2 separate regions of the Rattus norvegicus genome follow, and region 1 is linked to region 2. Evidence: chromatin contacts called from public Hi-C data. All regions are on one chromosome and are shown on one strand. The core of a region is the stretch at or near the end of the contact, and the rest is flanking DNA. Distances in the headings are between cores, read along the strand shown. Region 1 has its middle 340 kb from the start of Klf5. Region 2 holds the start of Klf5 (KLF transcription factor 5).

Region 1 (4,539 bases), core at 1,931-4,430, 340 kb before region 2:
GTGTTCCTTTGAATAGGAAAGTAAGTCACTATGTAAGGATGTAAACTCTAATAGTATAGATTTGAACTCCGGGCGATACCCAGGAGCCTGCTGACGAGTGTCACCGTTCTGAGACACGCAGCTACTACAGCAATGCTTCTCTGCAGAGCAAGGGTGCAGAGAGCTGGTCACAGTCTAGGGTAGCTGCTGGGTCTGGCAGGTCTGAAAGGTTCATGGCAGGAATAGAGGCTCCCAAGAAGGCCACTGAAAGACTGCTGGAGCTCCACTGCCTGTGGAAGGTCTCTTGTGGTGGCTCTGTCTCTAGCAGACCAGGTGTACTTTTCTTCTTTCTCCAATAACATCTGGGAGACAAATCACTGTCCAGAACCCGGAGCAGGTTTCTGGTTCAAAATATGTCTTGTGGTGCACTTTCCTCTAAAGATCCTGGTGGGCCCTGATTGGCTGAGTGTTTGTACACTAATGAAGCACACACATACACACACACACCACACACACACCACACACACACCACACACCACACACACACACATACACACACACACACCACACACACACATACACACACACACCACACACACACACACCACACACACACATACCACACACAACACACCACACACGCGCACACACACATACACACACCACACACGCACACACACATACACACACCACACACACACATACACACACACAACACACACACACACATACACACACACAACACACACACACACACACACACACACACACACACGAAAGGGACCCACCAGGAGACAGAGTTCAAACTCCGAAAGGAAGAGAGAGCACTTAAAAAACCTGGGCTTGTTCTCAACCTCTCTATCCCTCTTCTCCAATGGCACAGCAGAAGGCCAACAAACAAAAAAACCATGGTTTTTTCCATCATTTCTTTGGTCCGATTGCCTCAGGCTTAAAGCAGCCTTGTGCTTGAGTTAAGGGCTCCTGGGACTTTTGTTCCCTGCAGATTCCTTGCTTCGATGAAAGGGAACCTGGGATCTCCACTGGCCACTCCCTAATTGTTCCCTGGGCTTCAAATACAGCCTACTGTTGGCATCCAAAGCGTTTCCACATCTTTTCCAATCATCTCCAACTGTGGGAATCCTCCACCACCACCTAATTTTTGGAAATAGCAGTGGCAAAGAGCGGAGGAGGAGGGATAGCCCATGCATGAACTACTAATCTATCAACATTTATTTATTTATCTATTATTTATTTATTTTCAGAATTTAGAAAATAGAATGGTTGAAAGGGGAAGTCTTAATCACCCTTAACTACAGAGACAGCCACTGCCATATTTTTTAGTGTATCTTGCCATCCCATAATTCTTATTGTTTGCCTAGTCTTTCTTCATTCTTAATGTGACATTAGAGAACCCACAGCAGTTCTACCTGTAATGTAAGGACACGTAAAGGCATGTTCTTTGTGACTGTGGGGTGGGAAGACATGAGTCTTTAATATGGTGCAGAACTTTATCTAAGATAAATCTCAATGTTAAACATAGAGAACTTTTTTGAGGTCTTTATTTTCTTGTGTAGAGAGGAAAAAACAATCTGTAGCTGAAATATCTCTTGCCCTGTAAGATTATTTGAAAGTTTTGAGAATAAGAAAATCAATAGGCCTTGTCTAAAACAAAGTCTAGCATTCTGAAAAAATAAAAATGTATTTTAAATTCTGTCTATAACTTTAACTGGGAAGGATCCCAAATTTACCGAATTTAGAACTCTGGGGTAGCTGGGATCTGAGGCAAACAGTAAGATTAGTATATATACCAAAGGTATAAGGCTAACCAGACAATTGTGCTAATGTTAAGTAAATCAGAGATCAGAGCAGTAAATATTTGAGCAAACTTTGTGTCTCAGGAGCAGGGTGACTCACAACCTCCCACAAGTTCAGACAAAGTGGACTTTCGGAAGAAATCACTGTTTTCCCAGTTACTCAGCAAGGCTTAGGGGAAGAGGTGAAAACAGAGAAGGAAAGACCTCCATTGGCTAACAATAGGTGGCGTTTCCAGGAATGAGGCTTAAAGATCAAAGAGGAAAGGAATTGATTAACTCGTTAAGAAAAGACAAGAAATTAGGAAGAAAGTAAAAAAACACCTGGGTTTCTTTTGAGGACAGGTGCTTGCACAAAACGTATCTGTCACTTAACCACTTCTAAATAAATATTCTAGTAGCAACTACTTGCTGGGTAACAGTTGGGAGAAGCAGGACATCCACCGCATGCTGAGTGATTCTGGACGGAAAGATTTACTTCATAAATGAACCCTTAGCTCGCTCCTCGAAACCAAAAGGGATTGGCTTAAACCGCTATTTCTCACTCCCATCTCCAAATGAACTGATTCTGAGTGATAACGCTCACTTTGCCAATTTGCACTCTGTGATTTGGCAGAAGTCACGAAACATGGAACCTTGCCCATTACCAGCATTCAAAACATCTGACATCCCCGAGGGCCTGGCTATTACCTATGCATATTCTCGTGCATGTTCACATGTCCACAGGCCTGCATAAGTCATCACACCACACTCGTGCATGCACGCACACACGCACACACTCACAAACGCATGCACACTCCCACACACAGGTACATGTCTGGGAGTGACATTAGGCACTGGGAAATGTGGCTACACACAAATTATCCTAGGAAATTAATAGGGATTAAAATCATACCTAAAGGTCACTCTTCAAACAGTTGTAGCAAATGTTTGTTCCTTTCTCCGTGATAAAAATAACATCAAGATACTAATATATTCTCCTTTGCGGGTTATATTTTTGTTCTATTTCTATTCAGTGGCTGATTTCCGTTTATATCTATGAAATGAGGAAATGTTCTGGTGTTTTAAATGTGGACACAATGTTGCCATGATTCTAAAAAAAAAAACCTCGAGCGATTCAAAATTGTTCCATGGTAAAACTGCAAGCATCTCCCCCTTTCTAGTGTCTTTGAGTCACTGATTTCAGATGTATTAGTCATATTCCTTAAGGCTGAACCTCATTTTATTAATTTCTGAAGTTTTCTCCTCATATAAAGGTAGCTGGAGTTCTGCAAGAGCATTAGAACAAGATCAGCCTGTTCTCAACGTGACAAATTATACGGTTTCTATGTGAACACTGCCGTTCTTCATTCAGAGTCAGAAAGCATGGGAGCCGAGATGAGTCATAGTTTCCCGACACTGGAAGAACTTGTTTGCTTCTCCAGCCTCTGAAATGCCATCAGAGAAGAGCTTGATTCTTCCCAAGGACAAGCGAATTCTACAAGATCACATTCTAGATAAAGGCATTTCAAGGAAGAGCACACCGCCTCGGTGTAAATTTAACAACGCCACGGTATCCCTTGACCGCAGGGGCAAGGTTGAGGAGGCAGTTTTGTTAACCCTCATGCTGCCTTTAGACAAACCAGTGTCGAAGCTTTCATAGCTGTTCAGACAACAGAATGTTCTAGTCATGCTGATTTCAGTGAGGAATACCAACGTCTTGTAGAGGCGAAGCTCGAACCGCCGAGCAGCAGATTCGTCAATTGTATCGGGTGCTCCGCACATCTGGCAAAGCCTGTGAGCCTGGTATCTCTTTCTACCTGACTGAAGTTTTGACATTTTCCTCAGCCATTTTCCTCCTCAGGCTCATGTTTCCAATGACACAATGTACTCCTCCTCTTCTTCTTCTTCTTCTTCTTCTTCTTCTTCTTCTTCTTCTTCTTCTTCTTCTTCTTCTTCTTCTTCTTCTTCTTCTTCCTCTTCCTCTTCCTCTTCCTCTTCCTCTTCCTCTTCCTCTTCCTCTTCCTCTTCCTCTTCCCCTCCTCCTCCTCCTCCTCCTCCTCCCACCTCCTCCTCCTCCTCCTCCTCCTCCTCCTCCTCCTCCTCCTCCTCCTCCTCCTCCTCCTTCTTCTTCTTCTTTTTTTTTTAGCATGACTGTGACTGTCAGAACAACAGTCCACCTATCCAAATCAGCAAAACGAAAACAAAAAGCAATGTGTACAGGAGGTAGGAAACAAAACAAAACAAAGCAGGCTTTAAGATTCAATAGAATTAAGTTGGGACCTTGGTATCTAAGCAACTCAATTGTTCTCTTCTGCCTCGGTGTCTGCATCAATAGAGAAAACCAGTTAATGATGTGGATCCTGCAGACGCTGTGAAAACTAAAAGACAAGTTTTAAAGGGCTTGTCTACGCGTCACTAACCCTTCTTTAAAACGTAATGAATTTTCCTCACAAAGTAACTTGAGTAAGGATGTATCCAATATGAATTGTGCACACAAGCACACGTACTTTTTAAAGGTTGCCAAATAGAGCTGATGGTTGGTAGAGCCGCTGGTGGGTTTCCTGTGCCGCCAGTGGACGGCCCCGTACCCACGTGCGCATGGGCAGTACTAATTGGATTCCCAGTGTTATTTTTAAAGAGAGACAGGAAATGTGAAGGGAAATTTCCAAACGTTATTTTGAACTTTAAAAATGCTGAAGAAAATTACCACCAAAGAACTCACGAAAACTCTGGATCAAAGACGATCCACAGTTAGTAATTACCAACC
Region 2 (4,174 bases), core at 382-2,881:
AACTACGTGAAATGGTTCATAAAAACCCCTGCACCTTAATCGATGAATAGGAGTCTTATTTTTGCTTTTAATTTTCAAAAGAATGTCACCTCGGACCTCAGATCATCAAGATCTGGATGTGGATGAGGACGGACGGGATTTCCCGGATATGCAGGACTTAAAAATAAAGATTCATGCTGTGACCATGTGAGTCACATCTGACAAAATGCCACTGTCCTCTCAAAGCACACTGGCAGACCAAGAATTAGGCGCTGAGTGCAAATACACAATACAGCAAGAGGCTATTAAACTAAGTGTCTTGAAATAAACCGAACTAAACCCTTTCGTGCACTGCGCTCCCGTGGCGGTTAGTGGTTTCTGATTTTAGCTCTTCCAGCTGTTTGCATGTGGGTCTGTTTCCAATTTTTTTTTTCCTTGGGACCAGCTAAAAGTCCCGGGAAGTTTTTTCTAGGCTATATGACTCCCGTGCGTGGGCGAAAGAAACAGGCGCTTGCTCTAATTCGGCTGCTGGGCAAGTGTAAAAGCCAACTGCCAGCTTTCAACGCGACTCCGGGAGGAAATTTACGCGCACAAGAAAAACAACACCCCTGGCCTTTTTTTTGTCCGTGTTCTTTTTAAGGAAAAAGAAGCGGTGTTCCAATACAACCTTAAAATTCTAGTTTCCTAAACGGGGCCCTACAATCCATTCTAGGGTGAGCCACGGAGGCATATGAAACCCCAGTAGTCCAATCTGCATTTTTATTTCACCCCAGAGGACGCAGGCAGGTGGACTTCCAAGGCCAGGGCCATCGGGAAAGAGTGGTCAAGAAGCATTTTAAGCCAAGTTGAGCGTGGGTAGAAGCCTTCATCCGCACGCAAGAAAAGACAAGGTGCACGTGAGCGCGCGGCTCTTTAGCCTTCTCTGGACAGATCGGGGTGGGCCCCCGCCCTGCTCCCCCATCCACTCCGCGGCGCCCCGTCTGGCAGCGCAGGGCGGGGTTGCCCACTCGGGCGCCCGTTCCCGCGCGTCCCAGCCTGGAGCGGCCCCTGTCGCCCGCGCCTCGCAGCGGCGGGACACGCCCGAGCTGGGGAAGGGAGGCCGGCCACTCTCGGCTTACCTGGACCAGCTCCTCGGAAGGCAGTCGCGGGCCGGCGGCTGGCGGCGGCGCAGGCGGGTGGTGGTGCGCGTGTTTCAGATCGTCTCCGGGGAAGAGCGCCGCGTCGCGGACCGGGTTCGCAGCGCCCAGCACCGGCTTGAGCTGCGCGAACACTGGCTCGTCCTGCGCGGCCGGCGGCTGGGGCACTGGTCCCAGGCGGGCGCTCATGGTCAGCACCCGCGTGGGCATGGACGGTCTGGAGACTACGGGAGCGGGGCACGGGGCGATCGCGATTCCCACCTCGCCCGGGCTGGCACAGGACGGAGGACTCGGCGCGGGGCCGCAGCGGGAGACCCCTGGGCCGGCAGCCAGACGCTCAAGAAGGCGGGCACGAAGATCGGGGCTCCTGGGCTCGGCCACGCGTCACCGCCGATGTACTCCGACCGCCACTTTCTCCCGCCCCGCCCCAGCGCTCGCTCGCTCCCTCGCTCGCTCCCTCGCCGGAACCGCTCCCGCCACCTCCAAGCTCCACCAGCAAGCTAAGAGGGCGCGTACCTGCCCCGCAACTACTGACACTTGACGCCCGCCTCTATTTCACCCAACTCCAGGGAGGCAGGGCCAGCTCATGCGACTGGCAGCGTTGTGGCCAATGGCAATGCCCCAAGGCCAGCGGCTAGCCAATAGAAAAGAAGCCCCACGAGGTCCCGCCTCCGACGGGCCGACCGCACCCCTCGCGGGCCAGGAGCTTCGCGCGCAGGGCTGCGGCGCAGTTTGTACACAACTTCTCTGACAGATTGGGCCGGCGGAGCACGGGGCGGAGGGAAGGAGAGGAGCGGGTGGAATCTAGGAAGAGGGGGGAATCAGGGTGGAGACGCGAAGGGAGATCTCTCCGAACTGTTCTCTGCCAGGATTAGGGCGAAAAAAAGTATTGCACGTCTTAGGTGTTGTGCAAGGACCTGAAACTCGAAAGCTGAAGGCAGAAGGCAGCTAGGTGGGGGAGCTGAGGTTTCCAGTCTTATCCAATGAGTGTATTTTTTTAAGTATACAAAATGTACTTTAGAGGAAAACAATGGGCGGTGCGGTAACAAATGTAAAACAGCTCTCATTTCTGTGTTTTCAACCGTAGATCTATCTATATACTTTAGCAGATCGCTTATGGCCTGAATAAAATCTGTAATGTCAAGCATTTTTTCAAGTCCTTGCATACCAACCTGGGCACATTTCCCCCTACAGCATTTAAGGAGCTAGAAGTTTTCACAGACATTTCTACTTTCCTTCGCCTGCCGTATGTGGGGGAAAGGTGGGGTAGGCCATATGAATTATGAAGTTTTTAATATTTAAACCATGTTGATTCTAGTCGGAGCATGGAATCTAATTTGAGAACTAACAGCCAGCTCAACTGGGTATTTAAATAGACATTACATCTTTGGCTTATTTTTGCTAGCACTGTAGTCTCTGGAGGGGGGGAGACGGAGTTTTAATATTTTCAGAAGAGAAGTATGGCCCATCTACCTAATACAGTGGCACCTTTTCCTACGAAACGGGAACCAAAGAAGCCACAAACATACACAGACACTCAACGACCCTGAAAACTGGGAATCCAAATTTGTAGGAAAGCAACGGCCAACTAAATGACCACCTTTTTACTGCGTTATTTTAATGGAGGGTGAGTGAGTGGTTTTGTTTGGTTTGGTTCTTAATTTTTGCCAGTAATCGCTAAAGGAAACTACTCTCCTTAATCCTTAATGTTCTTGTACATGATTTTATCTGGCTTATTGAGAAGCTGAGACAATAAACTGCGACTTTAAAAAATGCCTGTCGTATTGCTATCAACGTACGTCTTTTGACAGCACATTATAGCAGAGTACCTACAGAGAGCACACTGCCCCTTTACAGTGAAGCATCTTTTAAAAAGTTCTTAGGAGAAAAAGTGTACCTCACAGGTATGAGTCTCCTTAAATGAATGTTTGAAGAAAGTCTCACGTGCTGTTTGTTTGTTTGTTTGTTTGTTTGTTTAGCAAAGATAGAATCATATTGTGAACTCAATTTCTCTTCTCCCTTTTCCTTCCTGTTGCAATGATCCATTTTTACAGTTGTCATTGCTGCTTTCAGAGAACGGGCAATGACGCCTTTCAGGATACCAGGGTGTTATTTAATAAGTGTGTGTTTTAAGTGAACAATTTCATGTTGCCAACCTTCATCTTTAAAAACCTGGCCTCATTTTCTCTGTGATTAAACCCGATCATGAGCTCAAATCACTCGGAAACAGGTCATAGAATTGTTGTTGGATTTTAACTTTTTAAAAAGAGGTGATTTTTTTTTTTTACAAGACCTTTGGATGCTTAATGCTGATAATATAACCAAACTAAGGCGTGGGGTATTAATAACTCTTAATACAATATTTCTTTTCTTTAACTCTTAACTCTCAATACAATTTAAAGGTCTTGGACTTTAGCTTTATTTTGATTGACTTTTAAGCCTATCCAGACCAGAGCATCAGTGGGGCGTGATACTTCACTGCAATAAGACCCTTTTACTTTAATGGGAATCTTTCTAAATTTCACAATAGCTTTTTGACATGCTGCCCCTTACAAAGATTTCAATTGCAGCAAATCAAGACCCTCCCAAACCATGTGACAAGCACTGAAGAACATATTTTTATGGCCTTGTCACTCTTTACTTTCCTATTTTTTAAAGGATGTATATATGAGCCTACCTTGGTCTGGTTCATATAGCTGATCCATTTACAGTTTTAAAAATACTCGAATATCTACTTTTTTTTGCTTGAAATGGTGGCATTTATTTAAATGTAATTTCTGGCATAAAGATCGGGGAGTAGGGCCACCGCTTTTAAATAAGTAATCGTTTCTCTCAAATCCTTAGCTCTTCAACCCCACAGAAAATATCCAGCTCAGCTGTGTAGGATCCTACGGAAGTTGGAAGGCAATCCTTTTCTGAGATGTGTACCATGCTGTTCTAAGCACACAGAGACCATGTTTAACCAAGACAAACAGCGCTGTTGACAAACTTGTCCACTCGGCTTCCAAAAAGGGGTTAAAAGTCGATAAATATTTTTCAGATTTTTCCAGGTTCTACAC

What was found. Hi-C and Micro-C count contacts between places; a contact is called where the count stands out from the background.
Region 1: a contact with region 2 is called in a Hi-C map of mammary epithelial cells, with 4 times the contacts expected there. The contact joins the enhancer-like site here to the promoter of Klf5 in region 2. A contact is called at or near these places in 3 of 12 Hi-C or Micro-C datasets (the Rat2 cell line, frontal cortex and mammary epithelial cells).

Annotation. Positions count from the first base shown.
Region 1 is chr15:82,811,127-82,815,665 of GRCr8, reverse strand. No RefSeq gene overlaps it. Among named protein-coding and RNA genes, the nearest start is that of Klf5, 340 kb to the right of the region's middle. Within about 2 kb of position 3,180, at least 35 of the 93 cell types and tissues checked have an H3K27ac peak or open chromatin away from gene starts, as enhancers often do.
Region 2 is chr15:82,469,538-82,473,711 of GRCr8, reverse strand. It overlaps Klf5 (KLF transcription factor 5), which reads right to left and starts at 1,631. Exons shown (of 4, transcript NM_053394.3): 1 at 1,098-1,631. The coding sequence starts at 1,325.